2 separate regions of the Gasterosteus aculeatus genome follow, and region 1 is linked to region 2. Evidence: chromatin contacts called from public Hi-C data. All regions are on one chromosome and are shown on one strand. Each heading gives the region's core, a stretch centred on a gene start, on an enhancer-like site or on the middle of the called end of the contact. The rest is flanking DNA. Distances are from core to core; before and after follow the strand shown.

Region 1 (4,931 bases), core at 1,231-3,730, 67 kb before region 2:
GGCGGTCTCCGAGGACATGCCCTGCGTGGCCTCGATGTTCTCCACCTCCGTCTTGCACAAGCAACAAGGAAGAAGACAGCAGTCACACAGTGCAAATGTACAATATCGGCTGTACCTCATTCTCACCTTTGGCTGCAATTAAAGAATTTCAGAAATGTTCATTTGAATATTGAATATTCTTGATAACCACTGTGGTGGGTGCAGTTGAATTAAGGACAGAGACACTCGGTGGCAGGTCAGAAAGACGGCAGCAACAAGGGCCTTTAGTATTACATGAGGCTGTGCAGTGTCTATAAGGAGGAGGAGATAATATTCAAGAGTTTAATTTAAGATCAGCTGACCATGTTACTCCACCCAGGGTTATATTTGATCAAACATTTTTTTAGAGATTGAGTCAATGCAAACCCCTTTATTAGAGCTCATTACCTTTGTGTTGAAACATGTAAAGATTTTCAAAGTCAACGATTAAAGTGTGAAATCTGCAGCAGTCCACAGGGATAGCGCATTTTTAGATCTATTTAACGAGTGTTAAGCACTAAAGGGTTGTGAATACAGTAATTAATAGAGAAGGAGAAATTAAAATAGAATAAATAACCATGAAGCTAGGGATTGCATGGATAAAAAAAACCTAAATAAGATGATCAAAATCCATTTCAGTTCAAGAGCTAATTAAATCTGATAATTAAAGTGAATCAATGAAAGAAAACTTCTCTGTGTGTCAGTTATTTCAAAACTATTCCAAAGTAATGTCTCTAGCATTAATTGTAGCAGTTTGACGCTGAGCAAAAAGATGTACACACATAAGTGTTATTTTTCACCCAAACATGCTGTCCTGTATCCTGTACACCACGGAGAGCCATAGATCAAATAGTTATAACAAACTACCACTAGATGGCAGTATCACCCCACAGCAAAGACAGTGAGCGGCACTTACGGTGGGAGAGGTGGCCGCTGAGAGAAGGGGCAAGATCCCTCCACAGGCGATGATGATGTTGTCTACCATTTGTGAGATCAGGTGGATCGTGTTGTGCACAAAAATGATGTTTTCATTACTATTAACAAAATCCATGACAGATTTGGTGGAGTGGCTGTAGGGGAGGGAGGGCAAAACAAACACTAGTATGGGTAAAAGCATTTTTCACAAATTCTATCTCTCTGTCCACGTAGATACACATAAAAACCTCACCTCCTCCAGACGAGGACGTCGCTCTCCAGTGCAAACAGCAGGTCAGTGAGCAGTCTCTGGTGCATGGCTGACCATTTGAACTCAGGGATGCGGAACATGGTGGTGCGCGGGCCGGGACTGAACTGCCGCCGCTGTTCCTCCGTCATCGGTGTCCCCCCGAAGCCCAAGTCCAGCTGCATGTCCCTCTCCATTTGAGTAGTTAGGTGGCCATGGACACTCTGATGGGAGACCAATAAATCAGTCAAATAGAGTAAACATCAACATTTTCTAATTCTAATTCTAATTGTTATGTCAAAGATCGTACCCTTAAGGAGATTTAATGCTACTGCGGTGCTATTCCCTTTAAATCATGCAAGATTAAAGCGCTTCTTCAGATAACATCTTCCTGCCTGTGGGTGAGGAAAGATAAAACAGGCCTAATACAACTCCAAAGTCTAATGAGTCAGCAAGGTGCCTCAAAAAAAAAAAAAACACCGGTGAGAAAAGGGACATGAGCAATTAGACAAGTTTAAAAATAAGGCATGACTCCCAGCGAGCCTCTATCAGTGACCCAGTCTAAGCAAAGCACCTGGCCTCTGAGAAAGCGCACAGCTCATACGAGAGAGAAGCGGAACCAGGAACAAATCCCGGGCGACGTCTGCAGAATAATGCTTTGTCTATTTCTGCCCATTGGTTGGCTCAGAAGACTATTCCAACAGCCCACTTTCCCCGAGTCTCATGGGGATGTTGGCTGATGTCCCCCAGGCCATCCTGTCTCCTTTTGGGTCTGTTAACACAGAACTGTTCACGACAGGCCAACACATCCTGACAATGGCAAATGGTCTCCCCACTCAGTCTTCACTTTGGCGTTTCCCTGTTTCAGTACTCATTGATCCTCCCTGTTACATCCCCCTTTGACAACCCTGTTCTTGTTATTCTAAACCTGGTGAAGCCAGTGAACCTCTAGTATCATTCGCTCATGTGAAAGTCAATTCACGTACACAAAGTAAACAGTCATTCAGCTTCGGACCAACCTGCGTGGTGGCAGTCGTCTGGATCTTGTTCACCTCCTTGTCTTTGCCGTCCTCTAATCTCTCGGTGTCGGAAGCGCCGGTTGTTGCATCTGCTGTGCTGCTGATCTCAAAAGATGTGGGATGCCCTTTGTATGCGGCTGAGGCGGTACCCTCTGTGACCTCTGGCCTCGTGGACGAGGACTCAGATTTGGCAACAGCCACGGAGCTGATGCCCGCCAAGGCGGCCTGTAGTTCATACTCATCCTGCTCCAAAATACTGTGCAAGGAGCCAAGTTCGGAGCCGCCCGTCATGCGTGCAAGAAGGCCCAGTTCATCACTGGCACTGGTGTGGACTGGAGGCTCTGGCCTGTGCAGTAGCAGAGGCTCAGCTGTACCAAGATCAGACAGTGACTTGTCTTCCATGCTGCCGGCCGCCTTGCCACACAGGAAATGGTTGCTGTTGGGGATGCTGTCCTTGTAATCATCTAGAGTAATTAGAGGGGGTGCATTCTCCTCATCCATGCTGCACTTTGACAAAAGCACACTGTTGACATTACTGTTGAGCTTTTCCACGGCAGCACAATAAACATTATTCAACAGAGAATCCACCTCCACCAGGGCTCCATTCTTAGATACTCCCAGATTTTCAGAGGACAAGTCTAGATCGTCTAGCTTGACCTCAGTAGCTTCCACCTTTTCAGCCTTGATGTCCACCAGGAGGTCTTGAACTTCGACCCTGACAGCCTCCACCGTTCCTCTGAGAGCTTCTTCGGGCCCCTTTCCTTCAGCCAAAAGATTGCGTGAGTCGGCACTCTCGAAGTCCTTTTTACTCTCAGGTGTCTGCGAGTTTTCGTCCGTCTCTCGGATTTCACTTTGGCCAATGAGGCCAGACGTCTGAGCAGATAGACCGGAGATAGTGCTGACCAAACCCTGCTTTCCTTTCTTAATATTCTCCTCTTCCTGGCGCTGGTACTCTTCATACATTTTAGCCAAGTACTCTTTATGTGCTTCATATGTCACCTATAAAAAGAGGAACATGATATACATTTAGGATAGAAATGACTGTTTGGATCCTTTTAGAATAAGCACAGTTAAGATGAGGCAACTTAAATTAAAAGGTCAACAGCAGAGGTCAGTGTTTCCATGTTGTTATACAGGACAGGGCTCACCTTAGAGTGAGCTATAGAGAGTGTATCCACCCACACGCGCCATCCTCCCCACTCATACTTGATGGCATGGTAGAGTAGAATACGAAAGATGTTATACACCATCTCAGTGATCTTCTGCTCCTCAGAGTTTTTAGGGTTGATGTAGCCAAGAGAAAACATCCAGTCCTGCCACACGGAGCACTGAAGCAGACACCTGCAATATGTACATCCTCACACATTCAGATATATGTAAACCAGATTATAGAAACTTGCATTATCTATAAAAAGAAAAACATGTAGTGTGGATGTATCACGCAGCATTTAGACCTACTACTCTATCTGCTTTTGCTCAGCATCCTTCTGGTGCTTTTGGCCTTTTGATATCAACATAATAAGAGATTGTTTTGAAGTTTGGCCATTCATATTTTCATTTGTTTGTTTAAGTTGGAGCAACAACATATAGTATACATACTGCAAAAAAAGAGGGGAAGAAAGGGAAAACCAATTACGACTTTTTTTATTTAACGGTTTTACAAGAAGCTCTTTCTGCCTATTCGTTTTTGGCTAATTATGCTGTTGATTTAAATGAATTGCAATATGTTTTCAAGCGAGTGTGAGCGTGTGTGCAGGTAGTGAAAAATTGAATAAGCAGCAATGAGCAGCTGTCAAAAACTGTCACGGAAACATCTGCTGGAGGACATGTGTACGTCTAAGGATGATTTAGCACCAACGTCCCTGTAGCTACTCTATCCTCCTAAACATGGCACAAATAGGGGGAACGGGGTGCCATTCTTCTCTTTGATACAGTAATCAGCAAGATGATGGAGTGCGTCAGTAAAAAAGGTTACGTGGTATAAGTCCTGCTCACCGTCTGTTCTCGCGGCTGTTTCCGAACAGTTTGATCATATCTGAAAGGAAGAGCCGCCGAACTTCCATCAGCTCGTTGCTGGGGGCGGAGTTCTTCAACAAGCTGGCAATCACCTTGAGAATCACTAGGAATCACATGCAAGCAAACATATAGTATGAGTATAGTATTGTATATAATACAATATATATATACTTTTTTGCTTCTTCTCCCAAGTACTTTAGAAAGAATAAAACTCAAAGTGTCACATAAGAGACATACTTGGGTTTTGAATCTTGACAGTGGAGTCGGGCTCGGGATGCGGTTTGTGAACTACCTGTGTGCACACCTGCTCCGTCAGAATCTGGTGCAGGGAGTGGTGAGAAGACATTCAGCACAGAGAACAATCGTGCAGTAACGTTGGGACATTTGAGAGTACAAAAAGGTTGCGTCACCTCGTACAGAGTGTTGTAGGTCGTAACAGTCACAGTGTTCGTGTGCACCATGAGCCTCTCTCCCAGGAGAGTAAAGAGGCTGTGTGTGTGCATGATCTCCACCTTTCTCCTGGGGATAAACAAACACAAACAATACAAAACACGCACATAATGGCAAAGTGACTGGTTTAGAGCTCCCTAAGCCACTGAAAGGATCAACTAGTGCCGACAGCTTGCTTCCCTGTTCTCACCCACGGGGAGCTCGGCTCCTGAGACAAGTGTCAGAAATTGCCTTCTGTCAAAGATTGTGGAAATTCCGTTGGAGGT
Region 2 (5,606 bases), core at 2,536-5,035:
ACCTGACTAATGCAGCTTTTGATCCAACAATAGGTCCCAAGTAAAAAATGTGTTTCACTTTGGAGCTTTTCCTTTCCCGATTTGGTCTGAAACAGCAAGGATCAAAGTGCATCATTGTGCCTGGCCTACAGATAAATGCAGCATGGGGTAATGCCATTAAGCTAATGAAAATAATTGAGTTGTGATGGTCATATATCTAACAGAGCAGTGTTGGCTTATACAATACTGGGAACCTGTACATTTTTCAAATGAAAGTATTTCATAATCGAGCAATTCACATCAAGTCACACCAAATAAGCAACAAGTGGGCGTCTAGCAATGACCGTACAATTAAATGTAACGTCGCTGACAAAGAAGGCAAACAGGAAGAGTTATCTACCGGTCAGTAAAATACTACCTGAACAGGTTTTTAGTAAAAAGCATTTTTGGCAAATTGTAGATGGAGAGCTCTGGCTTGCAAAAAAAGGATGCAAATAAAGTGACAATCCATCAGCAATCTTTCTATTCAATCCCTCCCCCAGGCTTTTTCTTTGTCACAGAAAGTAGTGGCTCTTGACTTTGTTTACATATGCACACAGTCGAACACCAATAATGTGGAAATGAATCAATCCACTATACTGAAGCACAACCTTCTTTTCCCTTGTTGTTGTTGTTGTTGTTGTTGTTAGCTGTCCAGTACCCAGACTCATATTGTCATCAAAATCTGTCAAACACTGCACACTGTACTCATATGTAGCTTCCTTTTTTCCCCCCTTACACAATCCCTTGAGACACACAGCAAATATAGTTGCAAACAGATGACATAATCCGCTTGGTGCAGGAGCATTTCTTTTGACGAACTGCATTTTGACAGATTGGGTCAAATATGTGGAGCATGAGAAAACAAATGGACAGTGGATGAATTGACTATGTTGTCGTCAAGTCTCTGTCTGATCTCTATTTTTTTCAACCATGTAAACATTTTAACCATAAAGAATCCAAGCAAATGGTATCAATGGAGTGGAGCATCAAATAAAAGGTGGCTGAAATAAGCTTGGTGATAACTGACCTGACATCTGTGGTTCGTACAGGGTTTCCTTTGCATAAAAAACAGCCAGATACTGACCGCACGAGAAGGCTGGTGTACTCCCACATGTCAGGATCAAGATGGAGATGTGAAAGCCTTTCTTCGTTTCATTAGGTCAAACTTTCTTCCATTCACAGCTCCTCCCATTATCCATCAGATAACATTCTTGACTTTGATCATGAGGACGAGGGCGTTTAAGTAATGTGACTTTCTCTTTTGTAAGAGGAGTCCATTGAACGATTTATAGCAAAAGATAATTAGTGAAGAAGGAATATCCAATTCGATTTTCTCATTTTGACAGCAGCAGCGGGTCAGCTGCCAGCTTGCAAAGAGGGTGACTCTAAATCGCACATCTTAACACGAAAAATGTGATTAGGTGTGTATGACTTATGTGTGTGGTCAGAGCTTGGGGCGACTTTGGCCTTATACTGTGTGTACAGCTGATGCTCCAACTGAAAAAACATGCAAACAGTGTTTTATACCTTAGAAAACATTTTGTTTTTCTTAATAGTAGAACTCTGTTATGATACACCCTATCCAATATCAACCTAGTAAGTCAAATTTAGTTTCTGAGTAATTTGGAAGAAAGTGTGAGCCAAAGAGGGCTTTTTAGTGGTTGATCTAATAATAAAATGAAACTCTATGCATGTCAACCCAAAGACAAACAGGCAAACTTTCCACACTCCTAATGTGTTTGGAAGACCCTGAACAGGAACGATGCAGTGAGTTCATTATTCAATGTCATTTTGATTTGACAAAAAAAAAAAAAAAAACCTGGCAGAGAGTGACGCACAGAGCTGTGGTTTTATCTGGAGGGGTTTTGTGTCGGATTCAATTGTGATTCACCTTTCTGAAGGGCAGGGACCATTTCATAAATCAAAAGGACGTGGCTGATGTCCAATCTTGAAAATTTCAGGCAAGTTGTCCCAAGAACTACAAGAACTGTAGCTAAATAACAAGTTTAAAAAAAACTAAATACAAACACTATTTTTCAAGAGAGACGACCCTGGTGTGAACATCCGACAGGTATGTTTGGATAAAGTGCACTCTGCTGCAAAAAAGAAATAATCTAAATCTAAGAGACAACCAGAATAATGAAAAATTATATTTAATAAACAAGATGATGCACATGGTAGGAACATGCACGGTAGGAAACGGGGGGGTGGGGGGGGGGGGGTCTTCCTTGTGCACATTTCCCATGACTATAGCACACTGCTGGAAGTGGGAGCGAGGTGTCAGTGACGCCAGCTACTGTACAACTCTCGTGTTCGAACATGCCAAAGGCTACAATTTGTCTTGCTCCACAGAGTGGATTTCTGTGCCAGAACAGGTTGTAATCAATCTCTGGTGTTCCAACAAGAGGAGGCCAGCCATTACGCACAGGCTCTTTAGTGTGGCATCCCTGCAGATTGTCAAGGCAAAAGGTGCGAGCTGGCTCTACAATCTCTGCATATTATCCTGCTGCCGACGCTGTGATACCATCCGTTCAAACACTCGTGCATGCTGGTTTGAAAAGTGGAGGGAGAGCATATCTTTGGACAGCATACACATACGGAGTCAATATGAATCAGGGAAGAGTGTGATGACTTTAGTTGGGGGAAGAAAAGGTCCAGCAAGAGTACTTGTTGTATACGACACGCTGCAGAGTTGAATGGTTAGAATTGGCCAAATTATCATCAAACACTGGTAAACGATTCAGCCCTCTCATGATGGATGCTTGTATTTCAGGGGTACCAGACTACACCCCGAAAACAGCTGAAAACCATGGCATGAAATTCCAAGCAGGTGCACGTTCCCACTTACTGACATCATCCACCCCTGTGTGTCTCATTTAGAAGCATCTATAAAGGAGCTGGGAACTTTGTTCAACTTTAAAAAAAACAACTTCCCCACTGGTTTCTCCTCTTCACTCAGACAATATTTTCTGTGTGCACAGATTTATGGCCGTCTACTAAAATGTTCACGCATATCAGTAGTGCGAACAATTAATAATCATTTGCACATTCTAAAACAAAAGATACATTGTACGATGTGTCAATTATGTCCATTACTGTTGCCCCTGGATGAGGATTACAGCATTAAGATCCAGTCCCGGAATGGTAAAGAGGACACGCGTTTACTTACCAGATTCAGCACCGTTTCAACGATGTCCCGGTTGTTAACCTCTCCAACCTCGATCAGTCCGACGACAACGGCGAATTTCATTTTAATATTCCGGATCGGCACCGACGGGTCGATGGTCCCAGCCGGGAAGACCATTGAACCCGAGCCGGCCATCATCATCATCATCACCGGTGGCTCACCGGCGGCAGAAGCGCCTGCGGCCGCAAGTTGCCTCTGACCGGCAGCGGGTCGTCGGTCCGAGAGAGACATCGAGCCCGGCATCGTCACCAGTCTCCCGCTTGTCCTTTCCGCCAGAACCGGGCGGCTTCGGACTCTTAATTAAAACGCGTTTTTATCCTCGCAATGTTTCCATCCACTGCTTTGGAGCATCAACAACAACAAAAAAAAAGGTGAGGTGAGAATACTCGCGAAAACAAAACCCAAACAAGAAATGGAGAGAGGACGAGAGACAGAGGGAGTTCCCGGGAGGGAGTCCGGTGTGTTGTCGGCGCCAGCGAAGTAGACTGACAAGCCGTGCGTGCGGGACAGCTGTCTTTAATGCGTGTCTTCCCGCGTCCGTGCCGCCGGCGCCGCCGCGTTGCCGCCCCCTGCCTGCGGTGCCGCTCACCGCGCGTGCGCTCGCTGCGGCGACGCAGCCGGACGGCGGCTCGCTTCTAATGGAAAGGTGAACCGCGCAGGTGTGAGGAGGAAACGCCCCCCCCCCCCAAAAAATGACAGCCGGAAGTTGCCTGCGTAGCACTTTACCTTCTACCTGCGTGTTGCTCATACCTGCAGGAATACATTATACTGTTTAATTGGGAAATGGTGATGGGAAAATAATAAATGTTCATAGTTCGGCTTGAAATGCGCATGCGCCTTTGCTTCAACAACTGTAGATATTTAAGTTACAAGTTGTGCCTATCATTGCCATAAAGCTGTTGGTGCTGCGCTTGATATGTTTTACATTATAACATATGACGTTTTAATGGTATTGGCTATTGCTTTTACTCTTAAAGGGGTTTATATAATAAGGATCCCTCTCTGCAGACACTGAGCCATTCAGAACGTTGTTATTGTTACCATCATATTTATACCACATTGTCTCCCTCTCTACACATCAATGTGTTCCAGTTTTCAGTGCAGTTTGAGTTCCACTTTGTCGATGAGGAACATGGGTTGTGGGGATAGTATTGTGAGATTAATTCTCTAGGTCAATATTTCTCCTAATGATTCCGATGAGTTATCAGGGTCTGCCTGTTGGCACATCACATTGAATTGAAATTACAAACATAGTTTAGGGGATTTACAAGACAAAACATTTTGTTCTGGCATTTTTACTGCCTTTTGTCTGGAATGTTTTTGAGATAATAATCATCATGACTTCTCCAGTGTCTCACTCGAGGCTAATTAAAATGTCCCTAAAGCCTTATGGTGAAAATATTTACAGTACGCAATAACGAATAACAATGACCAAAAAAAGCCTTCAGGTTTCCATAATTATACAAAAAAGACTGACACAGACAGCTTGAAAACAATCCTGCCTATCGTCCGACAGCCAGGTGAGATCTCACGCAGCCTCACTATTAAGTAGCTTTGCTGCTCTATAAATACATCTATTATCATCTCGTGATGTTGGTTATTCTTATCTCACTGCGGTCTTATCTTCCGTTGTCTCTATTAATCAGAGTTCTGTCTTTGGATCAGCAAGTGACTTAGAGGTCTTGAAGTCAATGGAGGGGTATGATTTGGTATTTGCCATTCACACACTAAGAGCATGTTAGGGAACTGAATCAGAAGAGTAGATCCAGACTCAATATCAATAACAATGTGAGGGGAAGGCCTCTCACAGCAACTTCTAACTGTATTCTGAATTATCTCTTTGAATAGTTTCACTATGTCTGAAATGCCACAATCTGAAATTTCACCTATGCAAGATTAAAAGATACCGCATTTGAGCAGTTTTCTACTCACAGTCATTTAATACTCAAAAGAATGGGTAAATATTTAACAGCCGGCATCTTTCAACTGAATTACTTTGGAAGCTCCATTAGTGCATGTGTAATAGTTTGAAAACATAAACAGTCATTAGTTATTTTTACAGTGGAGAGGTACAAATGTACCTGCACAACCTATCGAAAACATCTAGAAAAACTCAATAAAAACGTGGACTTAAATTCTATAAAATGAGGTATATTCTGCTGATCAGAAGGGGCCATCTAGTGGACAGATTAGGCAATCAACCAGGTGTATGTGTTAATCCAAATATTTTACCTTACCATACAATTTGTAAGGAAAGGCCAGGCCAAACTAATCACAGTCAGCAATAGCTTTTTTAACCACTACATGTCTGCAATAAAAATGAGGTGCAACCTCCAATACAGTGTCCATGTAAGTCCGTTGTCCATTTGCACTGCGGTCATGTATTCTTTCTTTAAAT

What was found. A called contact is a pair of places that touch in the nucleus more often than the background predicts.
Region 1: a Hi-C map of whole body shows a contact between it and region 2, with 2.6 times the contacts expected there. The contact joins the enhancer-like site here to the promoter of nbeab in region 2. A contact is called at or near these places in 5 of 6 Hi-C or Micro-C datasets (liver, skeletal muscle, tail fin and 1 more).

The regions. Positions count from the first base shown.
Region 1 is chr1:14,468,465-14,473,395 of fGasAcu3.hap1.1, reverse strand. It overlaps nbeab (neurobeachin b), which reads right to left. Exons shown (of 57, transcript XM_078098576.1): 18 at 4,626-4,734; 19 at 4,453-4,534; 20 at 4,195-4,318; 21 at 3,348-3,540; 22 at 2,200-3,198; 23 at 1,187-1,404; 24 at 935-1,088; 25 at 1-51. Among protein-coding and RNA genes, the nearest start is that of LOC120820258, 7.3 kb to the right of the region's middle. Within about 2 kb of position 2,480, at least 1 of the 9 cell types and tissues checked has open chromatin away from gene starts, as enhancers often do.
Region 2 is chr1:14,402,281-14,407,886 of fGasAcu3.hap1.1, reverse strand. nbeab (neurobeachin b) reads right to left here and starts at 3,785. Exons shown (of 57, transcript XM_078098576.1): 1 at 3,191-3,785. The coding sequence starts at 3,451.